Regions from separate parts of the Anas platyrhynchos genome. Here region 1 is linked to region 2. A link is a contact called in public Hi-C data. All regions are on one chromosome and are shown on one strand. The core of a region is the stretch at or near the end of the contact, and the rest is flanking DNA. Distances in the headings are between cores, read along the strand shown.

The links. A called contact is a pair of places that touch in the nucleus more often than the background predicts.
Region 1: a Hi-C map of liver shows a contact between it and region 2, with 2.2 times the contacts expected there. The contact joins two enhancer-like sites. A contact is called at or near these places in 2 of 8 Hi-C or Micro-C datasets (liver and skeletal muscle).

What each region holds. Positions count from the first base shown.
Region 1 is chr6:11,237,694-11,244,843 of IASCAAS_PekinDuck_T2T, forward strand. It overlaps CCSER2 (coiled-coil serine rich protein 2), which reads left to right. Exons shown (of 10, transcript XM_038180972.2): 4 at 5,691-5,781. Among named protein-coding and RNA genes, the nearest start is that of CCSER2, 32 kb to the left of the region's middle. Within about 2 kb of position 2,023, at least 1 of the 8 cell types and tissues checked has an H3K27ac peak or open chromatin away from gene starts, as enhancers often do.
Region 2 is chr6:11,177,625-11,184,821 of IASCAAS_PekinDuck_T2T, forward strand. No RefSeq gene overlaps it. Among named protein-coding and RNA genes, the nearest start is that of CCSER2, 28 kb to the right of the region's middle. Within about 2 kb of position 1,982, at least 2 of the 8 cell types and tissues checked have an H3K27ac peak or open chromatin away from gene starts, as enhancers often do.

The DNA of each region.
Region 1 (7,150 bases), core at 773-3,272, 60 kb after region 2:
ATCTAGTCTATATTTTTGTTTGAGGAAAAGAATACTTTTCACTTTCTTTAGTGATGCTTGCTGTCAACAAGAATTCAAACTGGAGGAATGATTGCAAAGGCTTCAGTTTGCCTTCTCTGTTAAGGTTTTTGGAGCTAAAACTATGTTTTGCTATTTGCACATCTGCTACATCACAGCCAAACCCTCCTGTTTGTACAAATAAAAGCAATAAGCCATGTTCAGCTGGACGGGTAGGTATGCTGTTTGGAGGCCTAGCCAGGTTTCTCTTCACAAAACAGTAGTTCGTAAACTCTCTTATTTTGTGGTGCTTTTCTGTGGTCTGGAACTAGTTTCCTGTGAATTATTTTCTACTTCTTCTTGTAATACCCATGCTTTTTTGAATACCTTTTCCAAGTGAATTCTAGAAGGTAGGTATCTTGTAGCTGGCCTCTCAGGCAGCCCCGTCTTTGTTGCTTTGTACAGCAGTACAACTTCACCATGCTGTTGGGCTGCTGAGATGTATCACAGCTGTATTGTGATACTTTTCCTAACTTCAGAAGTAATCAAGTAGAAGCTTTGCTTGCTTGGTCATTCTTAAGACTGTTGCACTGGAGGAAATGTGTGACAAAAGTTACAGTATCCGTTCAGCTATTCTATCTGTTTGTTTGTTTTAAAAAAAAAAAAAAGAGGAAAAAAAAAGATAGGATCTCAAAAAGAGCTGTGCCTTTTCATTGGGAAGTGGTAGGATGGGAAATTTCTGAAACTGAGTTTGTTACAAAAGAGAGTGCTGGTACGAGGAACTGCTGTAGTCCTGTTTTGAAGGGTCCTCTGGTGCATTAGAAAAGACCCTTAGATGTAGAGCTCAGTGATACGGTTTAGTGGAGAACTTGTTAGTGTTAGGTCAGAGGCTGGACTCGGTGATCTTGGAGGTCTCTTCCAACCTAGGTGATTCTGATTCTGAAGTGCATGTTGGATCATCTCTGCATATGAGGATTGTTCTGTTATGATGCTGCAAATGTGAAGACTCCCATTTCTGGATGAATTAAATGAATAACTTGAAACTGTTACCTACTTCTTAGAGGCTTATACATTAGTCTGGAAATTTAATTTCTTATCCCAGAGTCACTATACGTCATCTGTTTCAAGAGTATGTTTTTTGAGAACTTTGATTACAGTTTCCTCCTGTGTGACATGAAGCAAAATCCATATTACTGAATTTGTTGTAATGTATCCATCACTAGAGGATCAGACTCGTGTTAAAACCCGTATTGTGCAGCACCCGTATTGTGTTAAAACCCGTATTGTGCAGCACCCGTATTGCTCACTGTTCTGCTAACGCAGACACTGATGTTTCTATTTAGGTAGTCTCTCTTTGGTAGTAGACAAAGAATGAAGTTGACATCTGACCAGAATATCTGACTTATCTTTGTTTTGTGGTATGTGACAAGCACACCTGTCTGCTTTAAATGATTTAGGGGCTTTGGCAAGCTGCTTTTTTTGAAGTTTACAAGGAAGTACATTGTAATGCTAACAGGTGTTAGTTGTTGTTTTTTTTTTGTAAGACTTGGTTGGTGTCCTGCATGTCAAATTTTAAAAAACATTTTTAAAAACTAATTACTCAAGACATATAACAATAACTCTGGTATTTTGAGGGTTCTGGTAGGAACTTGTTCAGAGGACTTGTAATTTATGCAGTTTGTATGTCTTCATAAGTTGTAACATCTTGAGAATCTAGTCTTGTGAAATTTAAAAAAAAAAAAAAAAAAAAAAAAAAAAAAGATAGTTTAGTGGGAAGGGACCTCCAAAGGTCAGAGACCAACTGCCTGACAACTTTGGGGCTGACAAGTTGCAGCCTCTTGAACGCTGATAGGCATGGGGCACCAACCACCTCTCGGGGCAGCCTGTTCCGGTGTCTAACCTTTCAAAAGTTTTTCCTGATGTCCTGTCTGAGCCTTCCTTGGCACTGCTTTGAACCATTCCTGTGTGTCCTGTCACTGGATACCAGGGAGAAAAGAGGAGTGCCTCCCTCTCCACTTCCCATCCTCAGGGAGTTGCAGAGAGCAACAAGGTCGTCTCTCAGCCTCCTGTTCTCCAGGCTAGTCAACCTGAGTGCCCATCCTCTCATCACAGGAGATGCCCTCCAGCCAGTTTACTAGCTTTGTCCTTGTCTGGATGCTTTCAAGGACCTTAATGTCCTTTTTATATTGCAGAGCCCAGAACTACATGCAGTATTGCAGGTGAGGCTGCACCAAGGCTAAATATATCAAGAGAATCACCTCTTTTGACCAGCTGCTATGCACTTTTATATACATTATTCTTCTCAATGATACAAACCAAGTAGGATTATTCCCTTAATGTAACTCTTAATACTTGCTAAAACATGTAATAATCTATAGGGTTGTAGCTGGTGTAGTTTGGAGAATTTCTACATCCATTCTAGGCAGAACTTGATGATAGTAGCTGTTAAGCACTCTTCTTAACAATGTTACTGTCTTGTAGTTAAATTCATTATACAGCAGTAAGAATAACCGAAGGCTGTAAATGCAGGTTTATATGTACAAACTTGCTGATGAAACCTGAAGTTTATCTTGTAACTATTTCAAGATGACATTAACAACAGTTCATTTCCTGTTATCTTTCCTACCTAGATAACTGTAGGAAATGCTCAAAGGGAATTCACATGGGGTCCAGATATTGCAAAGACTTCATAGTCAGATTTTGTTTTCTAGCATGGAGTTGCCTCAGTGCGGTTCAGGAATGTATAATTAGGGAAACATAATGAAATGTGCTGTTGACAGAGAAGTATGTTTGGCATCTCAAATGCTGACCTTTTCTGACATCATTAGACTTCTGAAGCTCTGATACAGGGATAGCAAAGTGGCTTATCTGGGTTTATTAGTTAACACTCTGACATACTATGTTTTTTGATTGTATTTTAAAATGCATTTGCATGGTAATGGCAATGTTTTCAACTTCCTTAAGCATTTGTGGCCACTGCTCAACTAATTTGTCATGTTCATTAAGGTTCCCACAGTAGGGGAAAATAGTCCTTCTTCGTACTAATTTTGAAGATCAAAGCATGGCATAGAAGCTATTTATCAACTAACAAACTGAATTTGCCTCTCCAACACCTACATTTTACAAAATTGCTTTAAAAATACACGTTGCTTAAAAACATTTGAGTTCCTGGAAAAATGTAAATTAATGGATGTAAAAATGAGTGAACATCTGCAGTCTGTTCCCCTGAATGGTAAATATGCATTTTATTCAAATTACTTTCAATTTGTGAAAGCTTTTCTCTAGTAATTTATTATTCAGTGTCCTGATATTCTGTGCTTTTCTTCTGTTCTTTTCCTGTAAATAGTTAGAATGACATATGTAAGCAATATTATTCAGGTAGGACTTCTAGAATATAACAAAACGAGGTGGTTTTGTCTCAAATATTCCACTGTCCCTTGATACTGCACATGTTTTATGAAGTGAATGTTAACTTCTTGATTCATATCCTCTCTCCAATGTCGAGAAGTGCATTTCCCTGCAGAAATGGAGAATGTTTATTGTTCTGTCAAGAAAAAAAATCTTAAAATATCCTTAGCTTTTTCCACCATTTGTAATCAAATAGAGGAATACTTTGTGAATACTATAGGAACACTGCAGAAGAACATTTGGGTCAACAGTTCAGCGATGCCTGTCAATGTTATTTGTTTCTGACATCTCTGACAAAGCAAATCTAACATGATTAGCCAGCGAAGGGATAGCTTTCCAATTGAATACAGTTTTGCGGTGTGTTGATAGTCTGTGTACTAGTGTACAGTTCTGTTCTTGGAAAAGAAGCAGGTGTGAAATGTCTGAATCTAATCCTAGGCCTTAAAGCTATGACTTCTATTTGCAGGATTTCAGAAAATAGAGGTCAAGAGCTTTAGAGCTGTGTAACCATTAACAATTTCCTTAGACCTGCTTCGTATTGTGATCACTTGGTATTAATACGTTTATTTATCTTTGAACAATCAAGTGAGAGAGTCTGTGTTCTCTAATCAAGTACTGCATTTTGTCTGACATAGCTTTCCAGCAGCATGTTGCTAGCAGCATCTGGCTACTCCAACAGAGTATTTTGCAGCCTTGACCTCTTGAGTTTTTTTTTGTACTGTTGGTGTTCTTAAAGGAAGAGAGGTTAGTTTATTTCTGTCTCTTTCACTGTCAGTTGACTTCGCTGTCACTGCAGTTGTTTTCCTGTAATACACCTGACTAATTTTTTGGATGGAGTATTGGTACTAATGTTACTGCATTTTTCTGTTATTATCTTATTACACAATGTGATGTTTTGTTTGTAACTTCAGAAACAGCTTTATATATAGCACATTTTTAAAGACAAAAGGCAGCAGCGCTTGGTACTGATAATTACATATTTTAAATTTTGTTGGCCGAAAAAGCAGCTGGGAGCTGTAAGTTCTTGTCAAAACCTTGGGACTATTCCAATCTCTGGCTGACAAAACATGTTAAGGGATATAGGTGTTCTCTTCCTTCTGTTCCACACTAAAACATACTTAAAAGCTAGAAGCATGATCATGTACTGTTTCTCATCTCTTTAAACAGTTAAGTTTCTTGTTTTTTTTTTTGTTTTTTTTTTTCTGAAGTACTAGGTGCCTTTGGTAACATAAAGAATGGAGAGGCCTCTGTATTCCTTCGTTTTAGAGGGGCAATATTTGTCCTGAGTCTGGCTTTGGTTATTATTTATGTTGAAATAAAGCAGTAAAGTAAATCTGAATCTGAAAATGGTGTCTGGACATGTACATTTAGTGAAAAGGAGTCAAAGGTATAAAGTGGTGGCTTTCCCCTGAAGGATTCAGTAGAAGAAAATGTGTCAAAGTTAATCAATTATAGCTTGCATTGGGTTTTTGTCTCTTAGTGTAGGATGGGTGTGCCGATGCCGGAGAAAATCTGTAGCTTTTCCAGATTATAAATGGCTGTTCTTATTAGTATTAAGAGTTATTCCCTTGTAACAGTATACAAGTAAAGGAGATTTCCATCCGTATCACAAATAGGTGTAGAAAACAAGTGTTTGGTGATGGCAATGTGTTCACCTTGGAAAATGTGAAAGTACAGTTCTGCTCAATAATTTGCTTAGAAAATAATCTTCCCTGTTCTTTTTCTTGCTATTCTAAATAATTTGTTTGGAAAAAGTGTTTAAAGTCAATTTTTAAGCCTTCCATAAAGACAACACGTAAAAGAGTTGGAACACTGTTCTGGGATTTAAGATAAGGCTTAAACCAAGATACTATAGGTTCCTAACCCACCCCTTTCATTTTCATGACATGATGATCTTTTGATCAGTGTGATGTGAGAGCTGAAACAAGGTGATTTAACATCTTCTCCTTATAAACTTGTCTTTGAACCCTAAGTAAGTAAAATAATACTCTGCGTCCATTGTAAAACTAAATTAATAAATAAGAAAATCTTGGGAGCATTCCATAGGTACAAAGCATAAAATTGTTTAAATCTATCCGTTACTGTACCAGATCAGTAGGAGGGTTGTTAGTTTGTGTAGACAGTCTCAGGTAGGGCTGATCTTGTCTCAAAAGAGAGGAAGCTGCTGACAACATCAGATACGTATACAGAAGAGATGTAATAAAGCTTTGCAATCAACTCTTTATGGCACTGGAATAAATGAGGTATCACGAAAACAGCTCCATCTGCCATTTTCTTTCTTGTAGGATATCTTGAATAATCTTGATTCATGTGATCTTGAAGATGATGATCTCATGCTCGATGTGGACCTACCTGAGGACCCACCTCATGACAAAGGTAAGTAAAGTAGCCAAGCAATCTTACTGTGAAAGTGCAGTATGGGTTTAAGATATTTCTGGATTTCTTTGTTCTAACTTCTGCTTTAATAAGATGCACACTTTCAGTTGGTCTTTATTTAGGTAACTTTCTTGAGATGGTTGTCATTTTGTAGAAGGAAGAATTATCGCCTAATATATTTTATATGCTTTAGGGTAACAGCAGTCTTAAGTCTTAAGATGCAATATTTTGAGGAGTCTTTTATGTGCTCTTGTTGTCTGTGAGAAACCTTTTCATGGGGAAGACAGATGCCACTAACATAATAAAAATTCATAATACAAATTTAGACCAGAATTAACTGTGTCAGGCAAATTAATGTCACACTTCTTCAAATTCTAGCCTCCTTTGAGGCATTTGGTTTTGGTCATTCCAACTTAATAACAATTGTCACTGGTTGTGAGAATTGTCAGTATCTTCAGATGAACAGAAATGTTGGATGTGGACCATGTGATATCCTACCCTGTCTAAACACGCACTGAAAGAAAAAAGCTTTGCCTGTTTTGCGTACTGTTCAGCTACGTGATGAAGTATGGGGTAATTCAGTTGCTTTGACAGTACGTTTGAGTTCTTTGGATGAAGATTCTTACAGGTATGTTAGCTATGAAGCCAAATTAACATTAAAATAAATAGTCTGCCACCTACAACAGTAGTGGCACATATAAAGTGCAATACTTAACCTTTTAAATCTCAGTAATTTTTCCAAAGTACTTGTGTGAAAGGTGCTTATTGATGACTATTACTGCTGTGCTAGTAGTCAACTTTTCAACCCAGACATTTAAGTTTCTTTTTAATTTCCTGAATGAGTAACAAACCAAGCATATGTGCTAACTCACAGTGCTTGTGGGCATGCACTAAGCATTCTTTCAATAATGGTAATAGTTATCCTGTTGGAAAAACTAAGAAACAATTGTAAGGGACAGATCAATTTTTTTTAAAGTTTTATTTTGTTTAAGAGGCATGCAATGTATCTGCATCAGTAATTTCATTTCAAACTAATATAAAAAATGTTCAAAATGTGTGCTTTTGAAAGGTGAAAGCTTGCCTCACAAAAGTTAGCTTGCTATTTAATCTGGCTATGGGTGAAATACTGTGTTTGCCTCACTGCTTTCTGAATTGCATCAATATAATCTATACTCACATTGCTACAGCAAGTATCTCTAGTGTTTACATAGCTGGAATATGTCTTGTGACTGCAGCAATCTGTGTTGTTTAAGCTGGTGGTTCAGGTGGAGAAACTATTGCTGTTTGGGATCGATTTCAGATAATTACTTCTGTTCTAGGCATTTTTTTTGAAGTAGGTTTCCATATAAAATTAATGTGGAATGAAGTG
Region 2 (7,197 bases), core at 732-3,231:
ATGGCTATTCTGTTCATTTAGAATTTCTGGGCTGGTACTTGCATGATCTACTTCAGGCTATTGTGCAGCTTGAGAGACTTGTAAGAGGAAGAAAAGGGCTATTTTGAGTAGGAAAAGCTCCTAATCTGTAATTACAGCACCACCACTTAGCTCTGGCAATTTAGCTACAAATGTCAGTGAAGGAACTGGGGAGCAGCAGCACAGCGCACTCCTTCAGTGGGCTGTGGTGGTCGCACCCTGCTGGCAGCTCAGCTCCACCACAAGCATGTTCTCACTCCCTCTCCTCAAAGGGACAGTGGGGAAAGCAAGCAAGCTGGGAAAGAAAAAGGCTCCCTGATTGTGGTAAAGGGAACTTCACTGAAGGGAAAAGGGGTGTGAGGGGTGGGAGCAAAGGTTCCCACTCACATGGGGTGGGAGATACCCCTTTGGTCGGTTTAGGTCAGCTGCCCTGGGGACTTATTGTACAGGCTGAATTTGGGTTTTGGATATTCACAAGCAACTTCCAGGAGGTGTCATATATTTGGGCAGAATAAACCTGGAAATGTATCTACCACCCTGCATGTATCAGGCTATTAATGAACTAATGCACAGTGCAGTGAAGGAGGAGGCCAGCAGCAGCATCAGGTGCTTTGTAGCCCAGGCTGAAACCAAATAGGCTGTCACAGACTGAAGGAAAAAACATTTTTTCTTCCAGCAAGGTCCTGTAACTTTTCTCCCTCATATTAAACAGAAGGACATTTCTGTAGAGCCTACAAGTTCAACTTGTGTATTGATTATGCGGAAAGCATTTTGTTTATTGCTGCAGAATTTGCTGGATGCCCTCACAGGTGAGGGAATTTTCCACTTCTAGATCCATTTCAGTCTCATGAGCACATTAAAATGTATTTTCGACAACTACCTATGGTGCTCAGAGGCCAGGAAAATTCCTTTTAGATCCCTCAGGGTCCGACTCCCTCGTTCTGGTTCTGCTGTGTCATCCTGCAGCGCATCCTGCTGTTGTATCGCTGCTGACAAATCAATTCCCTGGGCCATCAGTTAACCCCCGTGGGCCTGCTACCTAGCTCTGCAGCAGGCAGGGGACTTTCTCCCCTCTCAGGAAGGTACAAGAGGAGTCTTCTCCCAGGGAGAAGTCATAACGATGGCAAGCAACACGCAGGCAGTGCTGCAGACCTGGATGGGACTTTGCACGTGGGATTTATCTTTCCACTAGCACGTATGTAAATGCTGTTGTTTGATGAGAGTGAAAAATGCATCCCTTCTGAAATGGGAGTGATGTGGGGCTGGCTGCTGCATGGCCCCCTTTGGCAGCCTGTAACCCCGCCGCCACTTGACTGATGTGGACCAGGGCTACTCTGATGGGTGCTGCTGATGCTTTCAATGCCACTGCAAGAGAGAAACAGAGAAGACAACAGAAAGTCATGTGTTACATGTCTGGTACAGCTGGGGATATCTCAGTAGGGTTTCAAGGAGCCTAAAAGGCCCTTGAGATTTTCATTGTGTTTTATAAATTCATTTGCAGGGACTGACATTAAGAGCGTGCTCTCAGGGCGCTGGTGATGTTTCTCTGCTCACTGGAAGTGCCTGCATGCCTCTCTTCGTGCTGTTGTTCCACTCTTCAGGTGGCACAGGAGCTTGAGTGCTGCTTTTGCCATCCAGCATCACTGTGTGTATGAGTGCCACGGCCAGGATCACAGCTTCCTACTCCCTTTGCACTTCTCCCCTGCTGCTAATAACCCCTCGGGAACGTGCCAAAACAAAAAAGGGGACAACCTCCAGTCCCTTTACTTAGAAACGGAGGTTGCAAATCCACCAGCTTTACTCCAAATCTGTGCCAGGGTAGGGGCAGATCCTGGCCTTGGTGAATGTCTTGGTGAATTCCTGGTGCATATTTTCCATTTGTCATCTTTAGACCTACACTTCCCTGCCTCTTGGGGGTGGGAGAACACTTCTGAGCTCAGGCTTTCTGCAAGGAAAGGGTCTGCTCATCAGAGGCATGTTTACACGGGGGAGAACTAGCTTTGATACTAATTGAGAAGTTGGCCTTGTATACTGCGGCTGTTTTCACATGCATAAGCAAATACTGCTGTAAACAATAGTTTAGATCCTAGGCAAACATTCAGTGCTGAGGCCTAGAAATAAAAGTTTGTGCTCCATTTCTGCTTTAATGTGCAGCTATGTTAACTGAAAAGCATACAAAAATAGCAATAAAAACCTCTCGTGCTGGAGTTAACACTGTGGGCCCATCCAAACCAATATTCCTGAAGGAAATGGGGTGAAGCCTTTGCAGTGCAAGTGTGCTCCTTGGTTTGCTTGCAAAATGTTTCTCCACGCAGGCACTGGAAGTAACTGCTAACCTTTAAGACTGCACAGTAATACTAACAGGGCTTCCTTTTTAAGGCTGTATATCCTGCTCTCTGGAAATTAGTGGGGGAGAAACTGGGGTGGGATCTCTTACTTTTGAAAGAAGCTTCAGTTTTGCAAGGCATTTCAGCACATGTTCATGGACTTATCATACTCCCTTTTCGTTCCACAGGCTCCTTAGAAAATTGTAGCTCAGTAGCTACGATTTAGGTGAAATGTTAGAGCTACTTCTGTTATTGCTGTTCTTACATCATGAGGACATACCCCAAAAGCTATATCCATTCTGCTTTGGCAGCTTGAAACAGTATAGCACACAAATCCCTACCTCAAGACTGAATTGCGATCAGCCTGTGCAGTTACTGGTGCCAGAGTATCTATGTCAAAAGCAACCTGAAACTCTTTCTCAATAGTGACTAACTGAATTGGATTTATTTCATGGTATATGGGGTTGCTGTCAAGCATCCCGTTGACTGGAAAGTGTCTAGTAACTCTAAGTTTAAAGTCAGTAAAGGAATGCAAATAATTAAATTAAATTAGTACATCTACAAGTCTGTCAAGATGAAGCAGAAATATAAGAATAGGTGCATTACTGTCGATAACCAAGGCTGAATAAAAAGTGTAAAAAATGCCATAATAAACTACAGCAATTAAGTTGAAATAACTCGATGTTTGTCAAACAAAACTCTAGAAACCTTACATTGCTTTGAAGCATTTATTCCAATTAAAAAATATTAAATACATACTGTGCTTTGTGCTAGAGAAACAAAAAGAAAATAAATCAGAAGATAATGTAGAAATCCTTGAAGAATAGTCTACTTAACCACTTTTATTTTTTTTCTGTGCTGTTATCTGTTATTGCAACTGTTCATGTAAAGTTCAGACTTTGATTTTTTTTTTGATGGCGTTGGTACTGTGTGGTAATTCTCTGCTTGAATGTGTCCTAATTATGGTATCAAATAGTTGATATGAAACAGACTTCTGTTCTACACAAAGGGTTGACTTTATGCAGAAGTATAAGTACACTTCCAAGTACAAAAAGTTTTCCATTATCTAATTAACCAAGTATAGGTGCAATTTTAATTTAAATCATATGGTAGCTATTATTTAAACATGAATGTACTTAAGTCTTGAGATAACTGATTTTAATGTAGTTAATAGTAAAGCACAGGTTTTCATTTTTAAAATCTCAGCCAAGCCAAGAAAAGAAGAAAACCTAATATGTGAGTCCCAGGCTAAGCCATCATTTCAGTCATACAAGAAGCAGACAGACATCATCAAACCCTGACCTGAAGCTATTTATGGGGGTGTAATATCATACTTAGATGTCATATTGTGCTTTTTTCTTTAGCAGGCTTTAGATAAGCACTTGCTCCAAGGAACAATTGGTTCAGATGATGGAGTAAGGTTGCCTGCTCTTGTCCAAGATACCATCTTTTGTATCCTAATAAGTCTCATACACCCTCTGTATTTCTACAAATGACAGCTGCAGCTGAGCTTTCATATCAGTTGCTGTTTTATGTGAAGCTTATATATTCCTCCCTATTATTATACTCTTGCAATGAACTCAATCATCGCACGTTAACCAAGAAAGCAGCTTCCTCCACTCAGGCCTTTTGTTCTGTAGATCCAGTCCTGTAAATGCACACCTGTTAGAGTTCTTGGAGTGGCAGGAATAGCTGCAATTTGTTATTGCTAATTGATCTCCTGCAGGGGAGGTGGCCATGCAGTCCAGGAGCAGTGGGCTTTGCCTCTGGTGAGGCAGCAGGTGGAGGGGAGGAGGAGCTGAAGGTCACAGGCTGTAGGGATGGTCACTGTCAGGGGGCTCCACATCCAGCTGCTGAGGGCCTGGTCCAAATTCCACAAAGCCAGGTGCTGTCAGGAGTGCTTTAAATAGCATTTTTAGGGGTTACTGGGACATACTAAGTGACATGTAAAATTCCTTGTAGTGCAGTTTTCTGTGAAGCTATAAATCTGTGCTTATGTTGCCTGCTGAAGGTTGTTTATGCTCTCTCTGCATAACGTCTCCATTTTTATGCCTCCTGAATGCAGATGGAATAATTAAATACTTGCATTAATGGACTGTTAACCTATTGAATCCTTTCTTTAGACAATAAAAAACTTGGTAGCCGAGTATGACATTCCAGGCCAAAAGCTTGCTAGCTTCTGACACAAGACCACAAGGCCACAGCTGAATTCTTGGGCCATTCTGCCTACTTTCTTGGTACTACAGCAGGCAACCATGGCATACGGTCCTTCTAAACCAATGAAGCCCCACAGACACAAAGCACACCATCTTGCTTTGCTGTCTAAGCTGGCAGTTGTCTCCTGCTTCATGCTAATTCCAAATGAGACAACTTCTACACAGATTCTAAGTTTTTAGAAAACAACCTATTATTTTGATAATTCATATGAAGTGAACAAGCTATTTTGTTTAAATACCAACCTAACGCTGATATGCCAAGACCCCTCAGCTCCTGAGAAGCAGTGTTCCCCGGGGAAACCAACCAAAGATACCTCTGTAATGCCATTTTAATTAGATCCAGCTACCACTAAGAACCACCCTGCCCCAAAGTGAATTGGCAAGTGCAGCAATTCGACTTCTTAGAAGCTGAACTTAAGCTGTTTCATTTTGGGGTTTAGGCTCCACCATCCATCCCCAGTGCAGGAAGTTGGGTCCTTCACACCTGCAGCTGCAGCCAAGCCCCGCATGGGCTCAGCCTTCAGCCCTTCTGTAAGCAGAACTTAAAAGCAGTTGTTCCCCCTGCATTTAATGAAAAGCTGGAGAGAAGAAAAGGCCAGCGATTAGTAACAGTAGCTAGTTAATTGATAGAAATGTTAGAAAAACCTTTGATAATCCCGTGACGAATGTCCGAATGGGACTGTGACAATGACAGCTTTGGAATACGCACTCATCTGGAAAAGCAGCTCCAGTATTGACCAAATTGCTAGATCTATTTCAACGTGACTTTGCACTTCTCATCAACTTTCAGCAATGATTATATTACAGGGGCCTGTACTGTATGCTTTTTTACTCTGCAGTATTAAAAGTCTCCTTAAGGTATCTACCAAGACAATTACAGCTCCCTTTTTGCTCCCGTATGTTGCTCTGGGGGCCTTGCACTGGAGTTGTGTGCTCCCAGCTGTGCAGGCAGAGCCAGCAGGGCTCCTCTGGGCCTCAGGAACAGCCTGTGGCCTGCCGGGGTGAAGGACAGAGGGAATTTGTGTGAGCACACCAAGAGCGGAGCTGTGCCTGGGCAGAACGGGCTTGTCTGGTGTCACTGATGACACTCCTGTATTTCTGGGGCTGGGGGTCCTGGGGGGCCCAGGACAGCTGACAATGAATCTGTGGACGGCACTGATCTAACATCCCTACCTATGGAAATTCATCCCTGGTGCATCCCTTATGTGGGAGCATGTATGCAGTCTGTCGTTACACATTTCTTGTTGTTCTGCATTGGTCTTGCACTGGCAAAATCCCAGAGGTTTGGGGCTCCAGCTGTACCTCACTGGCCGATCACTGGCTGGCAGTGGGGAAAGCCAGAAATGGGACTTCTGTTCTTGATGCTTCAGAAGCCAGTATCTGAATCTGGAAATGAAATTTGAGGTTCTTGCCAGAACTTAGCAATAAAAACATGATTGAAACATGTCTCATATGTCAGGCCAAATTTTACTAAGCCTTTCCTTTGGGAAAAGATAGAGATTTCCAGGGTGGATCATGCTGGATATGAAAGGCTAGAAACATCTCTTTTCACTTCTAGGCTGCGTGTGAAGTAAGCAGAAACATGTTTCAGCCAGAAGGCTGAAACAATTTAATCCTCTTTCCTAGCCACTGGTATAATTGCAGGCCAACCCTGAGCCAGGTGTTAGAGATCAGACCTTTCTGCCAGCATAACCGGGCTGTGTAGTGAGGAAAGGGAATATTCCCACCAAGATCCTACAGGGCTGAGTGGAGCAGATTTTTTTTTCCTGCCACACTTAATATGCAGAGCTAAGCAAGTTCTGTAAAGCTCTGCTGCTCTGTTGTAACTCATCCAAACACCTGGGACCTGTCATGAGTTAATAGGTAAGGGTTAGTGTTTGCCAGCCCAAATTTTCCCAGTCTGTGAATCCTTTTCCCAGTTGAGGTTGCTGCTCTGCTGAACTGTGGCTGCTGTACAGGCTCACAGTAAAATACTGCAAGCTGTAGTATTGTGACTTTGTCGAAAGCAGTTACAGGCAATAATTAGTGTCTGCTAGAGGGATGTGTGTACTTCCTTTGCCGTTGTTTAGGCAGGTAAATGCAGGGGCAGTGGCTCGAGTGGCAGAAACAAATGCAATGGTCTCCATATTCTCTAAAACCCTGTCATTGCTGGCTGCTGCTAATTTTCTAGTTGAAAATAATGCAGACCAGCAGACCTTCACTGTGCAGAGATTCTGACCTCCCAGGTGAATTTAGTCTTTTGTATTTTAGTTGAAGCATTAAATGCAATTGTTTCTAGCAATTTTGAATCAATTTTCTTAGTTCCTGAGGCTTTTTCCACACATCATCTTACTGAGGTAACAGCCAGCTGGGCGTGAAACCAAGAAGAAAAGCATGAAGAGAAAAATGCAAGGCAATAAAGAGTATCGAATGAGCACAATTATGGGAAAAAGAGATAGAAAGTCTATTCCTCTCCAAACTGTAGACCTGTGAAAACTGTTTTTAAACCTGATTACTGTTAGTAATCTCACCACTGTTGTCCTCTTTCTCCTACAAAACATTCCTGTGTGTGGCAGATTGAACTGGAATCAGGAGATAAATCCTCTTTAAATAAGCAGCACTTTCTAAATTGTTTGTGAGCATGGCACATGGGCCTT